2 separate regions of the Mus musculus genome follow, and region 2 is linked to region 1. The links are chromatin contacts, called in public HiChIP or PLAC-seq maps. All regions are on one chromosome and are shown on one strand. Each heading gives the region's core, a stretch centred on a gene start, on an enhancer-like site or on the middle of the called end of the contact. The rest is flanking DNA. Distances are from core to core; before and after follow the strand shown. Region 1 holds the start of Foxg1 (forkhead box G1). Region 2 has its middle 230 kb from the start of Gm40418.

Region 1 (5,426 bases), core at 1,701-4,200:
AAATATGGCCCACCCTTGTTACTAGAAAGTAAAGATGGCCCAAAACAAAACAAAACAATGTACCCAAGAAAGAAAATGCAACATCCATCCACCCTCAAAGATGGAATAAAAATAAGCTGCCCCCTGCTCGAATGAAGTGCGCTGTGTAAGCTTGGAGATTAATTTTAAAATTGACAAGGAATAATCTACACTTCTCCAGCAACTCTTCTGCTGAAATTGCTCGCTCTACAATTCTTGTCCTTTTTTTTTTTTGAGTGAGTAGGTAGTGGATGAGAGCTGAGGTCTACGAGGTCACCACTATGTAAACTAACAGATCACATTTACTCTGGTGTGCTCTTCTATTCATTACTTTCCTAAGACTACACATTTGCAAATTTATATGTGTGAGGTTAAATTGATTAGGAGGGAAAATTATACTGGTGGGGGGATTTGTTTCCGGTCTGAGACCACTGGCTGCCTGCCCTCTGTCTTCTGAAGGTAATCACAGCGACTAGGAGGCTGAAAACAGGGCTTTATGTGCAGAGGGAAGAGGCCCTCGGTGGACGTGGGCAGGACTTCAAATCCAATTTGCACCCAAATTGGTTGGTAGGATATACAAAGCCTCATCCAGAGACTTTCAACTTCACAATACTTTGTCCAGGAACTCCTTCCCCCTCTGCTTCAGCTAGCAGCAGATCTAAAAAGAAACCATTGCTTACACAAATATAAGCCTCTGAGTAAACAGTGCATGTTTTGTTGAACAAGCCTGATATACATATGTGTGTGCATTCTGATATATAGCCCCATCTCACCATAAAGAACAAGTAAAATTATTTAAAGGGATTCAAACTTGCTTTTTCGGGAATTGCAAATAACCTTTGCATCAGGAAACTAGTTTTAATATTATTTCAAACTATATGCTATGTTTTTACGATCAATCATCCTGCTTTGAGAGACTCGCATTCACGTAACCTTAAAATAACACAGCACACCCTTAATCTGCATGCAAAACAATTTTCAAGCCGCCATAAGCCTTGACATATAAAATCAGAGTATTGCAGCTCTCACTGTACAAAACCCAGTTTTTGCTCCTTGAAAGTAAACAGAAGAAAAAAAAAAAACCTTACTTTGCCTGCTAATTTCTTCCACGGGGTAACAAAACAATACACACTTAGCTTTAACCTAAGAAGCACCTCAAAACATTAAAAATTCATCAGTCAGAGCTGGTGTTGTATTCAAGGAACAACTCCTCCAGTTCACTGCTGAGCTCAGATTTGAATAAAATGTCCAATGTTAACAAACAATACCCACGTTTGGCACTTTGTGTATTAAATTGATCAAACAGATTTTAGGAGACACAATGCACAATTTGTACAGACCTGATTGAGTTAATATAATATCAGCAAATTTTACATCGAAATGATTCTGTTTCTTTTCTTTGTGTTTAAAACCAGCACAGATTACAAATTTTAATGATCTGAAAATGTTTGGTATACAAAATCATGCTTATTTCAGTATTAGCAAAAACACAAGAAATTTTTCAACACAAACACCCAGCTGTGTCTATTTTAAAAGCAGTTCAATGACAGCTTGCACTTATGAGCATGCAATCAGCTAATTTCGCTTTTTTTTCTTCTGTGTTAATCAACACTTTCCTTCCTGCATATCAGAGTACAAATAGTATAGTTACTCCACATCAGTAAATGTTTACGTAACCTGTCCTTTCCCAAGAATCCGGTTACACCGAATCATTTCACGCTAGACCGACTACGAAAACGTACCGGGCCGTCCACCTCTGAGGGAGCCCCGGGAGCCATTATAAGCGGTGGTGAGAAGGGGGGCTGGGGGATGGGGAGGAGTAGGTGGAGGAGTGAAGGGGAGAGGAAAGGAGGGAGGGAGAAGGGGTGGGTTAGTGAAAGGGGAAGAAGGGAGAGGGGAGGAGGAAGGAAGGCAAGCGCATTGAGGAACCACCAGGGAAAATGGGCCTGAGGAGGAGAAAAGAGTGGGAAGGGAAATGAACAAGACAACCCAGGCTCACAGATCTCTCTAGCTAGGTTGGCAAAGCTCATCACGTCGCCAGGCTCCGTGAGAAACCCCAAGCCTAGAAATCAACCTTTGGCACCAATGTGTTTTGCAAAGCTGATTGCTAGAACCCTGGCCTTTTCCGTCATGCATAGCTTGTTTTAAAGTCAGCGGATATGTAGGAAGAGATCCAAGCAGTGGAAGGATATTTGGGGACAAATAATCAAAGATCTCTTACAACACTCCAATAGATATAAAATTTGCTAGCTATTTGTAATTGTGGATAATTTTCGCTAGCGTTTCCCTCTCTTTCCCTCCCCTCTTTCTGCGCCCCATTTCAAATTTGGGGGGTGAGAACATCAGAATAACTCCCTATTATTTTGAGTATTGCATGTTTCTGGTAGATTTTAGTACCACACATAGGCCCTGTTTTTTCTCCTTCCTTTTTTTTTTTTATATCAAGACTGAGAGATCATTTAGCTAAGAGCTCATCAAAATGAATGCTGGCATGGGTAGAGTATTTTACCTTAAAGAGGAGGGGAAAGATACTCGTGACCTATGTGTCTCCACCTCCCTCTCCTCTCTGGCTACGGCCTCTGCTTACAACGTGGCGCGCTTTGAGCCAGTGAGGATTTGTGATCTGTGTGCTCCGCACTAAATTCCAATCCCTGGGAAATGCTGGGCCTTGGCCCTGGCCCTGGCCGCGATCTTTTTAAAGGCCTTGAATTACAAGCTACCCACTCGTTTCAACCTCCCCACCAAACCATCCCCCAAACCCCAGAAGCTAGGACTGTCAAATCCACCTTCCTTGGGCTCCCCAGAGCATTCCAGCAGCATCCAAGAAGGGTAAGAGCTGATTTCGCCCTACTGGTGTTTCAAGATTGAGGTTTTAAAGAGATAAAGTATTTGTGAAATGGGAAAAAGGAGCAAACATAGGATTTAAAAAAAAAAAAAACGGAAGTAGACGCCCACTCATATTTTCTTCAATGTCAAGCAAAATGAAAATATTTCCAGGATGATCGATCGCGGCTACCGGCTTCCAGTACTGCCTAGAAGCTGAAGAGGAGGTGGAGTGCCCGAGGAGACAACTGCCACCGGGTCACCCGCGCGTGAGCGCGACTCTGGGAGTGAAGCGAGACGGAGGGAGAACACACGTGTTACCTGCTTTATTTCGGGACTGTTTGGGTCTGTGCTCGCCCGGGGCAGCTCTCCGCCCGCCCGCCCGCGTGCGTGGAAGGCCTCCACAGAACGCACCCACCGCTCAGCCGCCCCCGCTCGCCGCCCTCAGCCCAGCTTCACAGCCGAGCTCGCCGCGGGCCGCAGGAAGCTGTAAGTACCGGCCTGGCCGTGGCCGCCCCCGCCCCACCTTCCAGGCCCCGTTCCCCCGATGCCCGGCTCTCCGGAGCTTGCTGGCCCGCTCGCTCCCAGGGCGCTGCCGGGGCCGCCGCGTCCCCAGGGTTCACGCCCTCTCCCGCACCCTCGCAGCTCGCCCCTCCGCCGCGCCCCCCGCCCCGCTCTTCCAGACAAAATTGGATACAAACTTTAATCAATAAGGATAAATATTGACGCGCAAAGGAAAATAATCCCATACAGGGAGGAGGCCACAGTCGAGCGGCCGCGGCCCGGGGCGCACGCCCCACGCTAATCCTGGCCGGGTGGGCGATCTCCCGCCGGTCCCCGCGGCTCCAGGCCTGGGCCCCGCCACCCGGAGGGGGCGGTGAGCGGGGGGCGGGGCCGGGGCGGGGCGGGGATGGGCGGGCCCTGGGCCCCCGATTGGTCGACGGCTAGCCAGACGCTCCTGCACGCCGGCGGCACTGATTGGTTCGGCAGTAGGAAAGGTTAAACCAAAAATTTTTTTACAGCCCTAGTGTGCGCCTGTAGCTCGGAAAATTAATTGTGGCTATAGCTGCCTCGATCGCTGTCTCCTAGCCTCGCTGCGGCCGCTCCGGGACGCGCCCGCCCGCCGCCCGGCTCTCCCCCCCTTCGGGCTGCCGCTGCTGCTGCTGTGACTGCTGCGGCGCGAGGAGGAGGAGGCAGCGGGGGAGGGGGAGGCCGGGCGCGGAACGGAGCGGGGCGCTGCACCCCGGGCGACGGGTTGCTTCTGCCTCTAGCCTCCCTCTCTCTCTCTCTCTCTCTCTCTCTCTCTCTCTCTCTCTCTCTCTCTCTCTCTCTCTATCTCCTCTCCCTCTCTCTCTCTCTCTCCCTCTCTCTTTCTCTCTCTAATTCTTGAGGGGTGGTTGCAGCTTTTGCTACATGCCTTGCCAGCGCCGGAGCCTGCGGTCCAACTGCGCTGCTGCCGGAGCGCTCAGTGCCGCCTCCGCTGCCCGCTCCCCCCGCGCCCCACTCCGAACCCGCTGGTCGCCCGCCGCGCTGCTGCCCGGCTCCCGTGCCGCCGCCGCCGCCGCCGCCGCCCCCCGACGCCTGGGTGATGCTGGACATGGGAGATAGGAAAGAGGTGAAAATGATTCCCAAGTCCTCGTTCAGCATCAACAGCCTGGTCCCCGAGGCCGTCCAGAACGACAACCACCACGCGAGCCACGGCCACCACAACAGCCACCACCCCCAGCATCACCATCATCATCACCACCACCACCACCCGCCGCCGCCCGCGCCCCAGCCGCCTCCACCGCCGCCCCAGCAGCAGCAGCAGCAGCCGCCCCCGGCCCCGCAGCCCCCGCAGGCGCGCGGCGCCCCAGCAGCCGACGACGACAAGGGTCCCCAGCCGCTCCTGCTCCCGCCCTCCACCGCCCTGGACGGGGCCAAGGCTGACGCACTTGGAGCCAAAGGCGAGCCGGGCGGCGGGCCGGCGGAGCTGGCGCCCGTCGGGCCGGACGAGAAGGAGAAGGGCGCGGGCGCCGGGGGGGAGGAGAAGAAAGGGGCGGGCGAGGGCGGCAAGGACGGGGAGGGGGGCAAGGAGGGCGACAAGAAGAACGGCAAGTACGAGAAGCCGCCGTTCAGCTACAACGCGCTCATCATGATGGCCATCAGGCAGAGTCCCGAGAAGCGCCTGACGCTCAATGGCATCTATGAGTTCATCATGAAGAACTTCCCCTACTACCGCGAGAACAAGCAGGGCTGGCAGAACTCCATCCGCCACAACCTGTCCCTCAACAAGTGCTTCGTGAAGGTACCGCGCCACTACGACGACCCGGGCAAGGGCAACTACTGGATGCTCGACCCGTCGAGCGACGACGTGTTCATCGGCGGCACGACCGGCAAGCTGCGGCGCCGCTCCACCACGTCTCGGGCCAAGCTGGCCTTTAAGCGCGGGGCGCGCCTCACCTCCACCGGCCTCACCTTCATGGACCGCGCCGGCTCCCTCTACTGGCCCATGTCGCCCTTCCTGTCCCTGCACCACCCCCGCGCCAGCAGCACTTTGAGTTACAACGGGACCACGTCGGCCTACCCCAGCCACCCCATGCCCT
Region 2 (5,224 bases), core at 2,530-5,029, 500 kb after region 1:
GTCTCTTTGTGCCCAAGACTTGTCTCCATCATTATACCCCTTGGTCTTTAACTTTTCACACCATGTATTTTGTAAATTTTTTTAAACCCTGCTTGCACTTTTTCATTGTCGATCTGTGAAAGAGTAGTAACAAACAACCACCCAGCATAGTTATTATTAAGCTTCCTTGAAATATCTGCTAATGAAATTACTCCCAAATATTCCAAGTGAGCCCCAGGCAGATTTGTAAGAAAAGATCATAAAATGACCGTAGACTTTGCCAAAATGATGTATTTGCACATAGGAGTAATGTTAGTAAGAGAGAATCATGGAGATCTGCAGGCTCTACCAGGTCGGTCACACTGTAGGTCTAAGAGCTCATCAGAAATGAGAAAGAGCTATAACACTGTTAGCTGATGAGAAAGGGGGAAATGGTACAAGACCAGCTCTTGAGGAAAAGCAGCCTACATTACAACATTTGAGATTCTGTGGGGCCTTGGATATCCCTTGGGATTAAAATGAGCTAGTATCCAGACAATCCATCACCCAAGAGAAGAATGTGGTTTCAAAAACTTGATTAAAAGGAAAAAAAAAGTATTCCTCATTTTACCAAAAATCACCGAAAGGTTGCTGCTTTGGTTACTGAAATACAGAAGTGTGAAATCAGATTGTTGAACACAGGTGATGATTATTAATGGCCTTTGTCTTCATCCACTTAGGAATTGGCCTATCTCTCTCATGATGAGTGAAAAAAATATGTGTGGTAGAAAGCAAACATGAATAGCTAGAGGAATGAATCAATTGTTTTCCAAATAAATGTTACAGATATAAAACTGAATATGATGTGAGCATGTTCATACCACAAATATTGGAGTTCTATTTTTTCAGGTAGTCCTTTATTTAAACTGCACTGAGAAAGCTGGAGTAGATTCCAAGGATTTGTCCTGGGCCCTAGGCCCTGGGCCCTGGATCCCTTTGCAGGTTTGGCTCTGAGTTATACTTCAATGAGCTTCAAAGGTCACTGTCTCCATGATATCGGATGTCACAGAATCAATGATTGAAGTTCTATTTTTAAATTTAGCAATGTATAACTTTTTGCTGTCTCTAGTGGTTTATTAAAGTAAATGGCAAACTCTAATTTGTGGCTGAGAAGGCAAGGCAACCCCTTTCCAAGAGGGATGTTCACTGTGAGAATTGGAGGATTAGGAGGCAGATCTGTTGTGAGACATGAGTGTAAAGATGAGATGACAGAAAGAAATAGCTTCAGGAATTCCTTGGACGTATGGACTCACGATATTAAAGTGAAGATTACAAGGACCATGGTTTTCTGTTGTTCCCCTAGACATTCCCACCTCTGTTATACCTTCATTTCAGAAATATACCACTATATTCAGTGAAATATTAAGGCCAGATATTATAATTAATTGCACATCTATATCTAAACTTATACCTATAACTACATATCTGTTTTCTCTTTCATCATCTCTTAGCTACAAGTATCAACTAAAGAGAGCTTCTTTGCAAGCTACTGGCCATTGTTTCTAAAAAACGGGATTCTTTGCCTTTCCATAGGATGCAGGCATTTAGTCACATGGAACTGTCATTTAATGTGAATTCAAATATGTTTCTCTCGATGTAATACTTTAATTAACATGTAATTTCCTTCCCCCTGAAAATTTTTAGTTCATTGGATATAAGAGTTGAAATAAAAAGACTTAAAGTGCAGGTTGCAGGGTGCAGAGAGATCTCACCTCAGAATAATCTTTCCTCTCTTAACTGTCCTCCTCTGTTCCCTAATTCCCTCAAGGTGACATCTAATCCACTGATGTAAAGATGGGATGCTTTGACCATGCTTACCTGGGTCAGTGTTTTCCAAGTTCACACATGGGTAAATATTCTCCTGACTCTAGAGCTTTCATATATATGAATAAGCAAGCTCCTTTCAGAATACTGTAAAACTATTTAAAATTTTGTGTATGCCTTGTGGTATTTCTGGTTTCCTTTCACACTTCAAACTGAGAATAAAACAGCTTTTCTGTATTAAGCCGTAGCATGATTTGGCATTTATATGCAGTAGGAGACTATAGAGCACTACCTGCTTCAAGCTGGGATTCCTAGGAGGTTTTCTGGATTCAACAAAGCTCAGCCTGGGAAAGTAGATAACAATTTTAAGAATTGTTCTACGAAGGCTAAGTTTTATTTGTCAGCTTTTACTCCCCACCCAAGGATGGTAACAGTTCTCAGATCATTACTGTCTCCATCTCCAGAATACACTCTATAAGCATTTCTTACATTGCCTAAAAAATTTATCATCACTTCCTTAACATGATGAAGCATTGCTTTGCTAAATATTTACAGATAAAGAAATTTATTTTGAGCTTGACTATCCTATTACTGCCAAAGGAGCTCTGTTTTGAACACTGCTGTACTTATTGGCTTTGATTAGGAAAATGAAGAAAGAAAATGTTAACAAATACAGTTTGGAAAACATGTCCTTTGTTGTAGACTCTGTTCACTATTAAATATGGATTGGATGCAGTGCAGGAGGTTTTATTTTTATTACTATCCTACTCATTTGATTGGATAAGTAGAATTTGGACAAAAGGTAAAAATTCCCCTAAGCTGTAAATGCGAGAGGATAGAATGACTTCTCTAAATGTTAAATTTATTTAATTATCTTGTAGACAGTTATACATGCTCATTCAACAACAAATTAAAGTAATTCATCCAATTGTGTAGTCAACCACAGGAGGTCAAATTATATCTTTCATAATTAGTTTGTATTCATAGGTTATTGCTTCCAAAGATCATTTGCTTGGTTTCAAAACATAAAACACCAGTACAGGTAGATGATTACTGAGAAAACACAGCATTAAATTATTTAGTTTCACAAGTTCATGAGAAGGCAAATGGATTTCTTTTTAGTTTATTTTTGTTTTGCTGTTTTGAAAAATATTTTCTCAAATTAAGCTAAAATATTTTTATGATTCTTTGGTGAGTGTAGTTTATAATATGTAAGACATTTCATTAGTGTCTGTGATCCACCTGTCTTTGCTTTACCCAGTTGTTGTTACACAAGATGTAACAAAGAAATTCTTATTTTGTGTGTAATATGTATTAAACTCCCTTCGAAAACCTAGTTTATTAATGTTGCCAAAGCTGACGGCTTTGAAATCTTAGAAGAAAATGATTAGAAACTGATATTTAAAAAAAACAAGCTAGTCTGGCTAATAAATTAGGATAAAATAACTAGATGTGTCCAAGCATAACCAAAAGAACTCAGTCTCCTAACATTTGAGAAAAACCTGAGCTCATTTATTGGACTAAATGACATGTCTGCAGTTTACCATTTGTTTCAAATGTCTGTTGGTTGTTGTATCACTTTTCCCTGTGAGGTTACATAATGATTTTAGAAACACTGCTCTGATAATCTCCAACTATTTCTATATCATATCATATAATCTTAAAAGGAAAAATAGAGGTAAAGTCTACAGAAGTGTTTTTGCTACCACACTATAAAATCTGTCCCACTTGCTTGTGAAAAGGCTCCTGTAGAAACCTCTCTTGCCATCAAGAATCCAAATTAGCAACAGCTTGCAATGATAATCAGTTCATTTCAGTGTACTCAAAATGGGCTCATTATTATTAATTTTTGCCAACTCCCAAGCAATTCATGAACCATTTTTAGATTTTCAAAAAGCAGTTCATGAATCAGACAAAAAAATTTAAAAGGAATCCATCCCACAATGAGATGATGACTCAGAGCCCTTCGCTGTAGCTATGTCAACTGCCGAGCATCTGAAATCTGATGAGGATGGGGCTGATGGAGAAAAGGCCATGATGAGCAGGAAACAATGTGTTGAATTTACATGTTAAAACTTCTTGTTGGCTTTGGCAATTTTGCTGAGGATTATTGAGAAATATATAACATCTGGATGTGGGGGAGAGGATCCACAAAAATGAAGACATTTATATTGGTCTACAAGACTAAAAATGGAAAAGAAAGTAGTTTTTTAACACAGCTGTTTCCAATTTTGTTAACATTTTAGGCCAAATTCATTTGGGGGAAAAAGAGAAATAAGATCAAACCCTTATGTTTGAGATCTACTCTACAAGTCTGACTTAACTTACATTTCTAAAGATGTGCTTGGCTCAAGCTAACATGGCTAGAGACTTGACAAGAAAAAGTTCTTTCTAACCTGGTTGAAATGCACATCAGTGATGACCACTTATCTAATACACGTACAGGAAATAAAACTACTAGATTCTAGGCACTGTCTTAACATCTTTCACGTCTTAGAAGCTCTAGCAGATTTTCAATAGACTAGGTTTTTCTCTTCACTGAATGACGTAAACTTCACTAATTCTTCTATACACTATTTTTTATTTCTATAAAAACAGTGACTTCTCAAGAAGACCAAGAAAATGTAAGTAATTATATTTTTCTATATTTCTTCCAACAAACACTAAATAATATGAAATAAATGTTTGTATACATATACACAAAAACATTCATATGTTGAGACAAACAGACATTTAAATTGGTGTCCCTTTGGGTTAACATTCACAGTTTTGCTTTTTCTAGTTTTGTCAAGTCTCTCTTCTGCTCTCTCATTGCTTCCTCTGTTACCTTTCATTCCCTTTGACTTTTTCAGACAAAAGCTCTCAATCACATGTTTGTCTTATACACCAAATAAAATTAAATAAAAGCCTCAAAATCAAGATGACGCCACTATTGTTTTCTTCTGCAGAGTCTTCAAGTTATTATGGATCTGTGTAAAATCAGAACAGCATCGGCGTAAAATGTTCTGTTGGCTTGTTGATGCTTTTTGGCTAGAGATGACTCTTAAATATTGATGACAATTACAATTTGCTTCCTATGCTTTATTTTCAGAACTCAAGATTTGGTAAAGTTTGAACATACCAGTATCAGAGAGATTTGCTAATTCTCCCTGACATAAGTGAAGTCTGGGACAGCAAGATGCTTTAAAGATCATCAGCAATATGATCAATACAGAATGCCAAAATCAATTCTGGAGTCTGATTTTTGCCTACTGTGAGCAGTTGTCACAAAGTTCTCTGAGAAAACTGGCAAGCTATGATAAGGATTCTGTGAACAGACATGTATCACTAGAAAATATTCCCCCTTTAGACTTAGCAACCTCCTTTGCCTTTTGAATAGCAAATAGATAATCAGTAAAGGAATGCTGATTGAACTTTGTGGTTAATGGAGCAGAGGAAGTTC

Evidence for each region. HiChIP or PLAC-seq counts read pairs in DNA pulled down with a chosen protein or histone mark.
Region 2: a contact with region 1 is called in a CTCF HiChIP or PLAC-seq map of the NIH/3T3 cell line, with 7 read pairs. The contact joins the enhancer-like site here to the promoter of Foxg1 in region 1. A contact is called at or near these places in 2 of 39 promoter capture datasets (the 3T3-L1 cell line and hippocampal neurons), 1 of 15 datasets of contacts at CTCF or cohesin (the NIH/3T3 cell line), 5 of 484 Hi-C or Micro-C datasets (adipose-derived mesenchymal stem cells, cortical neurons and embryonic fibroblasts), 7 of 115 datasets of contacts at active chromatin or transcription factors (SST interneurons, embryonic fibroblasts, embryonic forebrain and 4 more) and 2 of 9 other capture datasets (adipose tissue and pancreatic islet).

Annotation. Positions count from the first base shown.
Region 1 is chr12:49,380,057-49,385,482 of GRCm38.p6, forward strand. It overlaps Foxg1 (forkhead box G1), which reads left to right and starts at 2,951. Exons shown (of 2, transcript NM_008241.2): 1 at 2,951-3,330; 2 at 4,245-5,426. The coding sequence starts at 4,430. Gm34304 (predicted gene, 34304) reads right to left here and starts at 1,772. Exons shown (of 2, transcript NR_168648.1): 1 at 1,761-1,772.
Region 2 is chr12:49,883,677-49,888,900 of GRCm38.p6, forward strand. No RefSeq gene overlaps it. Among named protein-coding and RNA genes, the nearest start is that of Gm40418, 230 kb to the right of the region's middle. Within about 2 kb of position 3,780, at least 23 of the 459 cell types and tissues checked have an H3K27ac peak or open chromatin away from gene starts, as enhancers often do. A contact at or near this core is called in the NIH/3T3 cell line, adipose-derived mesenchymal stem cells, hippocampal neurons and 1 more, where this site is marked.